Linked DNA regions of Mus musculus: region 1 is linked to region 2. A link is a contact called in public promoter capture Hi-C data. All regions are on one chromosome and are shown on one strand. The core of a region is the stretch at or near the end of the contact, and the rest is flanking DNA. Distances in the headings are between cores, read along the strand shown. Region 1 overlaps Trap1 (TNF receptor-associated protein 1). Region 2 overlaps Naa60 (N(alpha)-acetyltransferase 60, NatF catalytic subunit).

Region 1 (6,477 bases), core at 408-2,907, 160 kb before region 2:
AAGCCCAGACTGCAAATAGCAGGGCACTCCTGTGGTGGCTGGCCTTGACTTGATTCTGCCCCGGGTGTGCTTTTCAGAAGCCAAGACCAAAGGGTGAAGAGAGACCTGAGGGCAGGATCCCTCCCTGACCTTCTAGGTGTTCTGACCTAGTGAGCAACTCATTCTGTAGTCAGGAAGAGTTTGGGTTTGGCTGAGCAACTGCTGAGGTTGGATCTAGAAATAGTGGTGCTATGCTGGGACCAGGCTGAGGCCTACACTGTCAGGAGCCTCAGCTGCAAGTAATGCCTTAGGAAGCACTTGTAGCAATTGCATAGTTGTTTATTTACCCAGGCTCTTGGGAGTATACGTTACTTTCCCCATTAAATACAAATTACAATGAATGAGGAAAGAACTTGGTCCTTTTCCTCAGCCCACTTTGATGTTGCTAACCCACATGGAGAATGGGTGCCAGGGGGTGCAGGGTGGCTCCAGGCTCCATGGTGCTTTTCCTTGCTGTGGTGAAGGTGGGTGGTACATGTGCAGGTGTGGGCTCCAAATGTCTGGGGAGAACACAGCTGCATTGCTCCCCATCAATGTGGACTAGCTTTGAAGAATTATGGTGTTGAAAGATGGCTCATCCCTGCCACCCAGCCTGGGTATGGCCACAGTTGGAGAGATTCTAGACACCATGTCTCAGAGTTGAATGAGGCAGGGGTCACCCTAGAACCAAGAATATAGTTTGACTTGGGTCTGGGATGCTCTTCTTTTTTATTTATTTATTTTAAAGATTTATTTATTTATTTATTTATTTTATGTATATGAGTACACTGTAGCTGTCTTCAGACACACCAGAAGAAGGCATTGGATCCCATTATAGATGGTTGTGAGCCACCTTATGGTTGTACGGAGTTGAACTCATGACCTCTGGAAGAGCGGCCAGTGCTCTTAACCACTGAGCCATCTCTCCAGCCCTGGAACGCTCTTCTGAAACTAGGAGGTCAGGCCTGTGGAGACACAGCTCTTAGATTCCTAGAGCCGAGTTAGCTGTGCTTCAGTGCCCAGTCTGACTGAGCAGTCATGTTCATGTCTGCCCGGAGCTGCCTTAGACCCTGAGGCACTCTGTTCCTGGGTGCCTAAGTGGCAGAGAGAGGTGTAGAACCAGCACCTCCTTCCTGCCTGTGGCCAATCTTTTGAAGAAGGAGCTGCTTTGTTCACAGTGTTCAGAGAATCGGGAGCTTCCCAAGTGGAAGATCCACTCTGGGCCTTCTGAGGCATTGCTGTCTTCCTGGTGCCGTTCTCTGTGTGTCGGTGTGTCACCAACCTACAAAGATTTCTTTCTACCCAGTGGAACCTCAGAAGCAGCAGTAGGCCTTGCTGTATCATTGTCGCTGTCTGTCCTCCAGCCCCACTGTCTGCAGCTTTTATCCTTCAGTTGTGAGCATCCAGGTTTCTGTGATGTCCTGTGTCTCCTGGGAGACATAATGGCATAGTGGAGTAGAGAGGGACCTAACAGGGAAAATAAAGACTGTTGAGGAAATCGGGTACCCCTTATAAGAGCGTGGCGGCTCTGGCAGCTGCACCAGGTCCACTCCAGCTAACGTCTTATGCCATACACTTCAGCATTTCCGAGATTGTGTAGCTGTGACTGGAGAGTTGTTGAAATCTCAAGGGAGAGTTGGTTTCTATCTTGAGAAAGTCTTGTGACCCTCTCTCCTCCTGGAGAAGGAAGTGTAGTCACCATAGTGGGAGCTATCTGCTGTCTGATTTTCTTCATTCGCTGTGTGGTTGCCAACTGCTCTATCCTTTGCTTCTGGTGGCAATGTACTGTGGAGGCCAGAGGAGGTAACCTCAGTTCACTTGCCTTTCCCAGAGGGATTCCCTTGGCAATCAGGCCAGTCACCCTGTGGAGTGGGCCTGCCCTTGGAAATGGTCGATGCTCCCAGGAACGAGCACAAGAGCCTGTCCTGAGGGTGGAGCGGGTTTGGCTTGTCCTTGGTGGGTGATGTTCACCTAGGGGAAGTCTTTGAGGCTTCTCTCCATTCTCGGTGCGGACCGTGTGCAGGTCTGTGAGCTGGTACACACACATTGTTGGTGTCTTGGTTTTTTTTCTGCTGTTTTTGTTTGTTTGCTTTACTGGTTATTAACAAGCAGACACGCTACCCTGAGCTGCCTTCCCACCACCAGTGCTGCTTTACTTAGAAGATTGTAGATGTGATCCTCAGCAGATTGTCAGTATATTATTCATGGCTTTTTAAGTGGTGTTAGATTGAACTCAGAGATACATACATGCTAGACAACCCCTTTCCATGGTACTCAGTAGTGTTTTAAAAATATTTAATGCAGTGCGGACTGATGACCCATTTTAGTCAGGGAGCAATCCATTCCTGTTGATACATATCATATTCTCCTATTATTCTGGTTTAGAGCTGCCTTTGCACTGACTCCTGTCCCTTCAGCAAGCCTCACTGGGCCCCTTGTGCTAGTCCAGGCATACCAGGCACTGGGATCCATGGCTCTGTTTTATCAGAGCAATAGAAAACCTAACAAAGACAGTGACCCTCTTTCTTTTTTTTTTTGAGATTTATTTATTTTACATACATGAGTACACTGTCAGTGTCTTCAGACTCTCAGACTCACCAGAAGAGGACATTAGATCCTACTACAGATGGTTGTAAGCCACTATGTGGTGCCAGGAATTGAACCCAGGACCTCTGAAAGAGTAGTCAGTGTTCTTAACTGCTGAGCCATCTCTCCAGTCCCCCAGTGACTGTCTTTTACTAAAGCCCACTTCTGTGCGCTTGATCCTGATTGCCTTTATGGATAATGCAGTAAAAAATGTCCTGATTACAGAGTGACACTTTGCCAAGCTATACAGTGTATATGTAATATGCTTAGTATGTCCCAGGCTATGCAGGAATTCATACACCTACCTAAGGACAAACAGCTCTGCAGCATACGCTCAGTCTTTCCATGAATACACACTGAAGTTTGCCTGGGTTTGCTTGGGTTTGCTTTGGTTTAGTTTTTTCCAGCAGACCTTTGCTCCTACCTCTAGAACTGTTAGGTGACATTTCTGGTCGGCTTCAGCATGATCCACTTTAACCCTGAGCCTGTTCGTAGTGATTTTGTCACGTGCTTCAGTGCAGGCGCCTCTCCTTGTTTCTCATATGTGATCCCTGCTGGTGCTCAGGAGATGCCCACTACTGATTGTCCTGTGGAATTCAGTTTGTACCACCACCCACCTGCAGAGCATCCTAGCGAGCTTCTCATTAGGGGGCAGCACAGTGTCTCTTGTTCTATAGTTTCCCTTTGGCTCCGGGTGTGTACGCCCGCCCCCTTACTTGACAGAAAGCTTTGTTCACAGTGAGTAACTTGTGTTCTGTAGGAAACTCCGGGATGTTCTACAACAGAGATTGATCAAGTTCTTCATTGACCAGAGTAAAAAAGATGCTGAAAAATACGCAAAGTTTTTTGAAGATTATGGCTTGTTCATGAGGGAGGGCATTGTGACCACTGCAGAGCAAGACATCAAGGTAGGATGATCTCGGTCCTCCCTGTCAGCCTCAGCCCTGTTGCTACAGAGGAAGCTGGTAGAGGCTGTCCTGGATGTGGTGACAAGTCACATGGGCAGCAGTTGGAACACTGGGCTTCTGGGTCTGTCCTCATAGATACAGCAGGTCTGCATGTGTTCTTACCTGTGTTAGCCAGGCTCCAGGCACTGACAGAACATCTGACAAAAGCTACTCAAAGCCATAGTTATCTGCTTCAGTTAGCTGGAGCCGAAACAGAATTCCTGTGCGTTTTTTTTCTCTCTATTTTACCTGGGCCCCCTGTCTATGCAGTGGTGCCACTGAGACTCAGAAATTAACTGAGTGCGCCTCCTCAGTCAGCTGTGGCTCCTTCAAGTTGACTTTCTCAGATACTTTGTCACTGGGGAAAGGAACAGAACAGAGTGCTTAGATCTGTAAAAACTGCTGGAATCCATTGATACAGGGGAGGGGCTTGGAGCATCCTTGCAGGCCCACGTAGAGGTGTGCTTTGTGTCTCCTAGGCACTTCTCCATCCAGTCAGGGTGGTGGTCAAGATCAGCCATCACATACCCTTGTCTCGAAGTCCTTATGCTCTTAGCTGAAAGGCCAAGTCTCTTGACCCTTGACACCCTGGCCCCAGCAGATGGCAGGAAGAGAGATGTGGGTTTAAGGAAAGAACAGAAAAGCAGTGGTGAGATTAGGGTACAGTTACTGTCTTAGTTAAGTTTTCTTTTGCTATGATGTAGCACCACACCCAAAAGTCTCTTGGGGATAAAAGGATTTATTTGGCTTATAAAAGGGTGGAGCTCAGCCGGGCAATGGTGGCGTACACCTTTAATCCCAGTACTTGGGAGGCAAAAGCAGACGGATTTCCGAGTTTGAGGCCAGCCTGGTCTACAGAGTGAGTTCCAGGACAGCCAGGGCTACACAGAGAAACCCTGTCTCGAAAAAACAAAACCAAAAAAAAAAACCAAAGAAACAAAAAAGGGTGGAGTTCTTAATACTACCATTGGCCAGTGTAATTGCTGAAAAGGAATACATTTGTTCGCAAATAGTTTATAAAGTCTGGCACATGGCTCTTCTCTGGGCCTTCTTCCCACCAGCCTGTCAGCTGCTCCAACTGTCCTGTCTACTTAAGGTCTGCTTTTGTTATATTTGTCCATCATTGTGACAGAGTAGCTGAGGAGAGGACTTTCAAGGAGGGAAGTGACCCTTTGCCATGGATATTACACTGGGAGCATGTGGTGACAGAAAACACTTAAACACACCTTTAAAGGACACACCCTAATTGATGTGTTTATAAAAAGATAAAGAAGGGGGCTGGAGAGATGGCTCAGTGGTTAAAAGCACTGACTGCTCTCTCAAAGGTCCTGAGTTCAACTCCCAGCAACCACATGGTGGCTCACAACCATCTGTAATGGGGATCCAATGCCTACTTCTGGTGTGTGTGAAGACAGCTACAGTGTACTCATGTACATAAAAAATAAATCTTAAAAAAAAAAAGTATAGGAATATGTTCTATTCCATAAAATATGGGGGTGTGGTGAGGTGTGGGGGAAGTGGGTGCCTCAGCAGGCCCATGCCAAGGCATCCCTTCCCCTGAGGGACCAGACATACACCATTATAGTATAGAATAGAGTTTATTCAGGGCATGGGGAGGGGAGTTAAGGAGTAGCAGAGACAGAGAAAGGCAGAGAGAAAGAGAGAGTAGAGGCTGGCCATGCCCACGTGGAGAGAGAAGGGGAGAAGGAGCAGGGGGGCAAGAGGCAAGGGAGAGCAGCAAGAGTAAGAGAGAGAGGAGTAGGCAAGCAGCCCCTTTTATAAGGCCAGGCCTACCTAGCCATTGCCAAGTAACTGGGGGTGGAGTCCAGACAATACCAACACCAATGATTCTACCACCTAGACCCCAGTCCTAACGTCTGTCACTTCCTGTTAGCCTGTTAGCCGAGAGCTCATGAGTTTCAGTCATGTGATCTGGTCATCTCTCGAGGCTTCGTCTGTGAAGACCGCTGCTTTGGGTACCCAGCTCATGAGCTCTTGGGAGCGTTTATGATCAGTATGTGACACATTCACTCTCTTTGACCGCACTTTTTAAGATTTAGTCATCTGTGTCTGCATCTGTGTGTGTGCCTGTGAAGGCCAGGAGCATGCCTGGTGTCCTTCAAGCACCATAACTCCCTAAACTTGGAACTTACATTTTCTCAGCTTGGTTGGAAGCCAGAATGTCCCTACTTGGATCTAGAGTGTGAGACACCAATTGCTATGTGAGTGCTGGGATCTAAATTCCAGCCCTCATGAAGATTGTGCAGCAAGCCCCTATAACATTGAGCCTATTCTCTAGCCCCTTATCTCACTTTTAGTTACAGCACCTAATAGCATTTGCTGAGCCAGACAAGGCCTTTTCCAAATGATTGGAATACATTTTTTGACTAGGTATATTTGTGTAAGGTAAGAGCCAGATGTACCTATGATGTGGATGTGGCCATACCTGCTCTTTTTGTTTGTTTGTTTTTGTTTTTGTTTTTTGGGACAAGGTTTCTCTGTATAGCCCTAGCTGTCCTGGAACTCACTTTGTAGACCAGGCTGGCCTCTGCCTCCGGAGTGCTGGGATTAAAGGCGTGTGCCACCACACCCGGCTTGGCCATACCTGTTCTTGGCAAGTTCTGAAACTCTTTCTCTGTCTACTAGGAATCCAAGGCATAGTAGCGTGTGCATTTGGGTCTAACTCTATCCATTCTTAAACCCTTTCCTTGAGGCCTTGTGCTGAGGTGGTCAGTGCTGACAGTGTCTTAGATACTGTAGCAGCCAAGCTGACACTGCAGGATCCTACCTCTGCTCTTTATTCTGCACAGCCCATGGGGGCTGCATTGCATGGATTTATGTCCTGTTCCCATAAGGCCTCTCTCTTTGCCACATACTCCAGTAGCCAGAACTGGTAATGAACACTACTGGCTGAGGAGGCTGGGAA
Region 2 (6,621 bases), core at 2,442-4,941:
GGGTGCTAGGAATTAAACTCAGCCTGTCTGGTTTGTACTGCTGAACCATCCTGCCAGACCAGGTGCAAAGCTTTAAAGGCTTATAAAGGAAACCATGCTGTGCCGGTGACCACAGAGCAATTTAGACGACAGCTCTCCCCTGCTCTGCTGCATGCTGAGCAGAGCAGCACACTGAGATATACTATAGCATGCTGCTCCACCAATCTATCTGATTACGGACAAAAATGCCTCATGAGAAAGTCCCGACTCTGACCATGAGTTTCTCATGATAGTCCCACCTCTTAAGAATAAGAGAGCTGTAGCATGTGTAAGGCTTCCCTTCCAAGAAAGGACACTGGGCAACTTGGCTCTTCTGCTTCTCATTTATCAAGTAGCTCCTATATGTTAGGCATGGGCTGAGCCAGGACTTGCTCCTTGCTCCCTGCCTAGAACTCAATACTACAGTGAACCTGGACAAAGCAAATGTGGGGAGGGGATAAATTTACTTCTCTAGTTAACAGAAGCCCTGGCTGATGATGGTAGCCCAAAAAATAGACAGGGAAGGGCCCCCAAGTCTATGGAAAGAGTAAACATAATCATGAGGCCCTCAGACAGCATGCATGGTGGAAGAAGACAGTCACTAGGAAAAAGTCCCAGGGAGGGATCATCAAGAAACAAGGTATGGGCAGGTGAAACAGATTCAATACAAGGAATATCCAAGGGATGCTGGCCCGAGTACCCTCTCTCTGCCTAAGCAATGAACACTGTGAGGTGGTGGATCAGGAAAAGGCTGGGCTAGACAAGAAAAAAACAAAAGACCACCCCCACAAAAAAAAATCAGAACTAAAATATCTGTTACCCCACCTCCCCCAAATAATGTGCTAAGATATAAAGTTTGTGCACACAGTGGTCTGGGATCTTAGGAAGACATGTTTCTTCCTCTTCCTCTGGGAATGGGACTCAGGGTCTCCTTTATATTAGACAAGCACTCTACCACCAGGGTGCTGCTCCAAACTCACTTCCCTCACTTCCAAAGAAACAACCTCAAGCAGGCTGGGTGTAGGGTGTACATCTTGGATTCCAGCACTTGAGATGGAAAGGCAGGTGGATCTGAGTCTCAGGCTAACTAATGAATCCCTGTCTAGAAAGGAACTAACAAACAAACAAAGAGAAAGAGGGAGGAAGGGGAAAAAGAAAAAGAAACAAAAATAACCTTAAGCCAAACAAAACCATTTGCTGGTTGGTAGGAGTTCCTTTCCTGAATGTGGTAAACTAAATTCTGTTCCATTGCTACAACCAAAATTAACAGGAGAAACCCCACTGTAATCAACCACAAAGATCTTTTTAGCTGCACTTAAAGTCTTCCAGTCTGCACTTAGTAATTGCTCAAATCCTTGAGGGTTCTGAGGTAGTTCTTTAAGTAGTCCACAAAATTGAGTAAAAAGAAAATACATTTTCACTAATCCCTAACTGAAACCTAGCATATTCCTCAACAGATTACAGCATTATTGGGGCTCCTGTAACAGTGCCAAAAGCACAAATCACAGGCATCTGCGTGTCACACAGCAATGGGTCAGATTCCCAACGTGTCATTTCTGCTTGTTCTTACTTCAAAATGCTCACCTTATTAGGTCCACTAGTGGACTTATTCATTATATTATTCCATGAACAAAAATACAGGCTGGAGAAAGAGTTCAGCAGTTAAGAGCATTCTCTTGCAGACATGAGTTTAATAGTGGCATCTTACAACCACTTACAATTCTAGCTCCAGGGGGATCCTCTTTGGTTTTTGTAAGTATATACCCCCACATACAGACATATTTGACTTGCTACTCTGACCCCTCTGGTCACAAGCTGCTGAGAACAGAGGCCAGCGCTGGCAATGTGACCCCATTGAAACATCCCTTTCAGCCATCACAAGGCCAAGCTTTTGGAGCACAGACTTACCTCTTTATGGATTTTGGTCCTATTCTTTATTTCAGCTACTATCATTCCCACAATGGCACCTCTGTAGGTTGCAGCAAGGGAGAAGAACTTCTTGTTGGATGTGATATCACGATACCATGAGTCTGGGTACCTGAGGGAGAGAGCATACTCAGGTGAGTCAGAGGGACCCAGGCTACCTGGCCTATCACTTACAGTCTCAAAGAAGCTACCTGCCCATGTGGGAATTTTTTATGTAAAAGATGTGTGAAAGGGTGGAACCCTCCAACGAAATCGTCTCCACAGAATAGTTCCTGGAGGGATAGCACACGGCAGCCTGCTCCTCAGTATGAGCTGAGACCTTAGAGCCCTTAGTGACCTGTGAATACTTAGGTGGTCTGTGAGGAATTCTATGAGGGCTGGTAAAATGGTTCAGCAGGTACAGGTGTTTGCAGCCAAGCTTCAAAACTTGAGTTCAATACCCAGGACCTGTATGGTGGTTGGAGAGAAATGACTACTGAAAATGGTCCTCTTTGAGTCTTTCTGGCCCTGAAGACTAGGCAAGGTGATTCAAGGAAGAGCCAAAGTTCATGGGTATGTAGACTAGGGTTTACAATTCCTTACTAGACATGGGTGGGGACACGACACATGACTAAGTGATAGAGAGGCTGACAGCCAGGCACCTGAGAGGTGTACAGGCCTCTAACTCAATGTAGATCTATACAACCTTAAGCCATCCCTCAGCAGGGCCTTGTTTCTGTGCTTGCTGCACTCTTAGGATTACTTTTTAGTAGTGGGTTTGCTAACTTTTTTTTTAAAAAAAAGAAATACACACACACACACAGACACACACACACAGAGACACACACACACAGTAGCTGTCTTCAGACACTCCAGAAGAGGGCTGTGAGCCACCATGTGGTTGCTGGGAATTGAACTCAGGACCTCTGGAAGAGCAGTCGGTGCTCTTAACCACTGAACTCTCTCTCCAGCCCAGGATTGCTAACTTGGATAGTTTGTTTCATCTTATAAAACATAATAAGCACTGTTAGCCCACATTCCTAAGAAGTTGGCAGTTTATATTTCAACACGGATGCAGAGTGGGGAGTGCCCCTACTTCTCTGCCGGCATGGAGCAACAGATGTGAGATGAGTACTCAGGAAATACCGACGACTTAAATACAGCACCTTGCTTAGCCTTGAGGCTTTAAAGTTCATGTCTATTTCCTCACAAACAAAACAAAAAACCCCAAACCTGTTTTTTCATTATCATAAAATAATCTAAAAATAAGGCAAGGAAAAACGGAGGAGCCCACAGGTACTAATAATTCACTCCAATAAAACTGCTGACAGTAATTATTTGGTAGTATTTTGGGGAGGTAATAAATGATCCCCACCCAAAGTGAAGGTCTACGGGTAAATCTCTCAGACCTCCTACCTCTTATTTCTCATTCTCACTTGTAACCTAGAATTCTTCTACTCCAGTATGGACCACAGAAACCAGAAGAATTCCTTTCCTCTAAAGCCATCCTGATTTTCTGCATAGGTAGCCATGAAAAACTTCTCTGTCCAGTCTTGTCTGACAATAGATCTATTACCACTCACTGTTAATCTTGAGGGTCAGGTTGATTAGACTAGGAAGTACAGTACATTTCTGGGTGTGTCTGTGAAGACATTGACAGTTTCACAATCTGCATTGGGAACTGCAGGCTCGCCGGAAGTGTAGAATCAGGAAAGGTGGGGCTTGGCTGGAGGAAGTGGTTCACTGAGGGAGTGCCCTTAGGGGAAACAGCTTGCTTGTAGCCTTCTCGGTTACTACTCCCCTTGACTTCCTGTCCACTGGACTGTGAGCTGCCGTCTCAAACCCTCTCTGCCACAATGTCCTGAAACCTCTGAAACAACGTGGAAAATAACCCTGATCATTCTTAAGTTGTTTCCCTCAGGTATTTTAGCCATAGCAATGACAAGACTAACACAATCCTCTCCTCCAGAAGAGTCCTATCCAGTGCCAGAAGAGGAACTGCTGCAGAGGCAACGAGGAGTCTACGCAGATGGGCCTCACTGTGTCTTCCACCTTCACTCCATTAGAAGAAGAGAATACGCTTTGTTTGTCTGACTATCTCTACACCACAGCCCATGCTTTGATGAACGGAATTCACCATGGGTATTTCCATCCTCAATCTGAAGGCCCAGGTCAAATAAATCTGTTATTCTCTTCTCCTGCTAACCCTGGCTTTTATTAAAGCGTATCAGCCACGGTTCTCACGAAGGGCACGGTCCTTCCCCTTCTTGTACAGTATATAGAGGGTTTTATCCTCTAGATATTTTATCCTTTTTTATATTTTTAAACGAAAGCAGAATCTGGAATGCACTGCTCTCTAGTCAGCTTTCACTGCATATTGGGTAAATGAAAGAGGAAGGAAAGGGAGGAACCTTCTGTCAGTAAATATGCTTCTTTAACAGATTTTTGTTCTTGGATAACTAACAACCCTTTTTAAAGACAGGCTCTCTCTCGCACAACCCAAGCTGGCTTCAGAGCTCAGGCTGGCCTTGAACCCCTGACCTTTTCCTGCTTCCACTTCCTGAATTCTGTATTTCAGACATATGCCGCCTTAGTAGCAGCACTGCATTTTTATATGTACATATCCTAACACAGCTAACCAACTTCTTACACTGGAGTTGCTCCTCAGTTTCCTGATTACAAGCAGCCGTAGACATCTTTGTAAGTAAAATTTCCCATAGACCCTCTTAAGGAAGGTGAGCAGCAGACACAGAGACCTGAGGGTCACTGCCTAGTTGGTCAACTTTACATAGCAACTTGGGACCATTATGGTCCTGCCAGACCCAGTCTTGCCTCTTCCAGACTCAGGAATTACAGATCTGTGCATGCAGCCACTGGAAATACAGAGCCCAACACTCACTCAATGGGAAACCAGTCGCCACACAGGTGCTTCACAGTGTCTATGTCATCGTGGCAGAGGAGGCGCAGGCTGACCTCGCTGAGGGCGCTGGAAGGCACCACCTCTGTCATTCACACCTGTGGGGAGAGGAAACAGCATCACCTGAAGGCCTGCTTACCTGTTCCTCTACACCAACCCAGGAGCTGAGTGACGAGAGACGGCTAGTGGCTTCCCAGCACAGAGATCTTCTTGTGGTTGCCCTCACTGCAGATGGAGAGGAGCTGACTGCCTCTGGTCCATGTCTCTCTCCTCTCCACTGGAGCAGCACCCCACTCTTTAGCTTTCCCCCAGGAGTGACCACAGCTCTTGCCTGGCTGGTCTTTTATCTAACTGCTGTTCCTTCACTTGCAGGAGGCAAAGTGATTCAAAGAAAGACCTGGACTCAGCAGCCTGGTGGGTGGAAGCCAGTAAATGGTCAGATACTCGTGGCAAATAGCACTGGCAGAGGGCAGGTCACATACTGCTTCTCCTCCCTGCCTAGCAAGAGAAAAACTCTGTGACACTGAAAATAACCAGATGCTAACGACTGTGCGGGGAAGGGAGGGCTGAGGCTCACATCCATTGGCCTCATGCCTAGGCAAACACACTACCTACCACCAAGCTATGCTCCCAGCCACTTTAGTTTGAGACAGGGTCTCCCTAATTTGTTCAGGCTGGTCTGGAACTCACTCTTGTAGGTCAGGTCTGGGAAGTCAAGTGCTGAGCTCTACCAAAAGGGCAAACCGCCATTCTTTTTCTCTAAGTTGGAAGCAGGTAATTCAAAGGAAAAGGACTTTACATCTATCCTAGCTTTTTGGGAGGAACTGTGCTGTCAACCTCCCATGGCCAAGGTGAAGGATTTTTTTTACAGGGCCACCACTAGGTAAAAGTAAAAATGTTGACAGACTCAGTGTCATCACTGTGGAATCTCAAGAGGAAATCTCCAAGTCCAAAAAGACTCCTCAAAGAGTAAGAGACCAGCAGGAGAGGGCTGCTGTGGGGCAGGTGAAAGGCATGGACACAAAGTACTTAGCCTGTACAAACAAGGAGACCCATACCATCAAGCCAATTTCTCCAGTGTCTGTACCTCCAGTGGGATATGGCCCAAACTTTTGGGGGTTCTTACAAAAATTGCTAGGCCTGGACCTAACCATAGCCTTTAGACCCAACTTTCTGGTTGCAGAGGGTCCTAAACATACAGCAATAAGGGAAGTGACATCTGACAGATAGACATGTAACCTTTTACATCTGGGCTCTCCAAATGAGAGAAAAAAGACAAACAAACAAAATGAAGAGAGGCAAGGAGATCCTAAGGCCAAATGTAGTGCCTAAACCTATATCATGAAAAAAATAAATGGAAAAAAATTAGTGAAACTAAACCACAGGCTGGCTAGTATACGGAAGTTATTATGAAACAGCTGTTAATTTCCTTAGAGAAGGCAGAGGCCCCACAGGTCAAGGAGATACATGCTGGAACATTTTGGAGTGAGCTATCCTGGTGTGTACTGTAAATGGGGAAGGTTTGTTTTGTTTGAAGTGTAGTGGAGTTACAGCAACCCTAGCTAATACAGCATCCCTGGGCCTCAGGGCAGCGGCTTCTCAGCCTTAGCTTCTCAGCCATGACTGCCAAGAGTCACGGGAAGCATCTACAAGGTCAGCTTCACATCCTTCTCCTGGCCTAGGCAAGCTCCTCTCAGACAGGCTGAAAACACAATGTGTGGCATCCCTTCTCTTCAAGAGTACCTCACTCTACCAACACCTGTGTGAGGCATCCCATACAT

Evidence for each region. Promoter capture Hi-C pulls out the DNA fragments that hold promoters and counts their contacts.
Region 1: a contact with region 2 is called in a promoter capture Hi-C map of pre-B cells, with 4 times the contacts expected there. The contact joins two enhancer-like sites. A contact is called at or near these places in 5 of 39 promoter capture datasets (the 3T3-L1 cell line, embryonic stem cells, liver and 2 more), 1 of 15 datasets of contacts at CTCF or cohesin (the NIH/3T3 cell line), 1 of 484 Hi-C or Micro-C datasets (nephron progenitors), 5 of 115 datasets of contacts at active chromatin or transcription factors (the 230-238 cell line, bone marrow-derived macrophages, embryonic stem cells and 1 more) and 4 of 9 other capture datasets (adipose tissue, embryonic stem cells, liver and 1 more).

What each region holds. Positions count from the first base shown.
Region 1 is chr16:4,046,386-4,052,862 of GRCm38.p6, reverse strand. Trap1 (TNF receptor-associated protein 1) reads left to right here. Exons shown (of 18, transcript NM_026508.2): 12 at 3,365-3,512. Among named protein-coding and RNA genes, the nearest start is that of Dnase1, 13 kb to the right of the region's middle. Within about 2 kb of position 1,657, at least 5 of the 459 cell types and tissues checked have an H3K27ac peak or open chromatin away from gene starts, as enhancers often do. A contact at or near this core is called in pre-B cells, where this site is marked.
Region 2 is chr16:3,892,686-3,899,306 of GRCm38.p6, reverse strand. It overlaps Naa60 (N(alpha)-acetyltransferase 60, NatF catalytic subunit), which reads right to left. Exons shown (of 7, transcript NM_029090.3): 2 at 4,823-4,938; 3 at 1,927-2,056. The coding sequence starts at 4,932. Gm41410 (predicted gene, 41410) reads left to right here. Exons shown (of 4, transcript NR_153801.1): 3 at 1,994-2,078; 4 at 3,893-4,128. Among named protein-coding and RNA genes, the nearest start is that of Naa60, 11 kb to the right of the region's middle. Within about 2 kb of position 3,691, at least 178 of the 459 cell types and tissues checked have an H3K27ac peak or open chromatin away from gene starts, as enhancers often do. A contact at or near this core is called in pre-B cells, where this site is marked.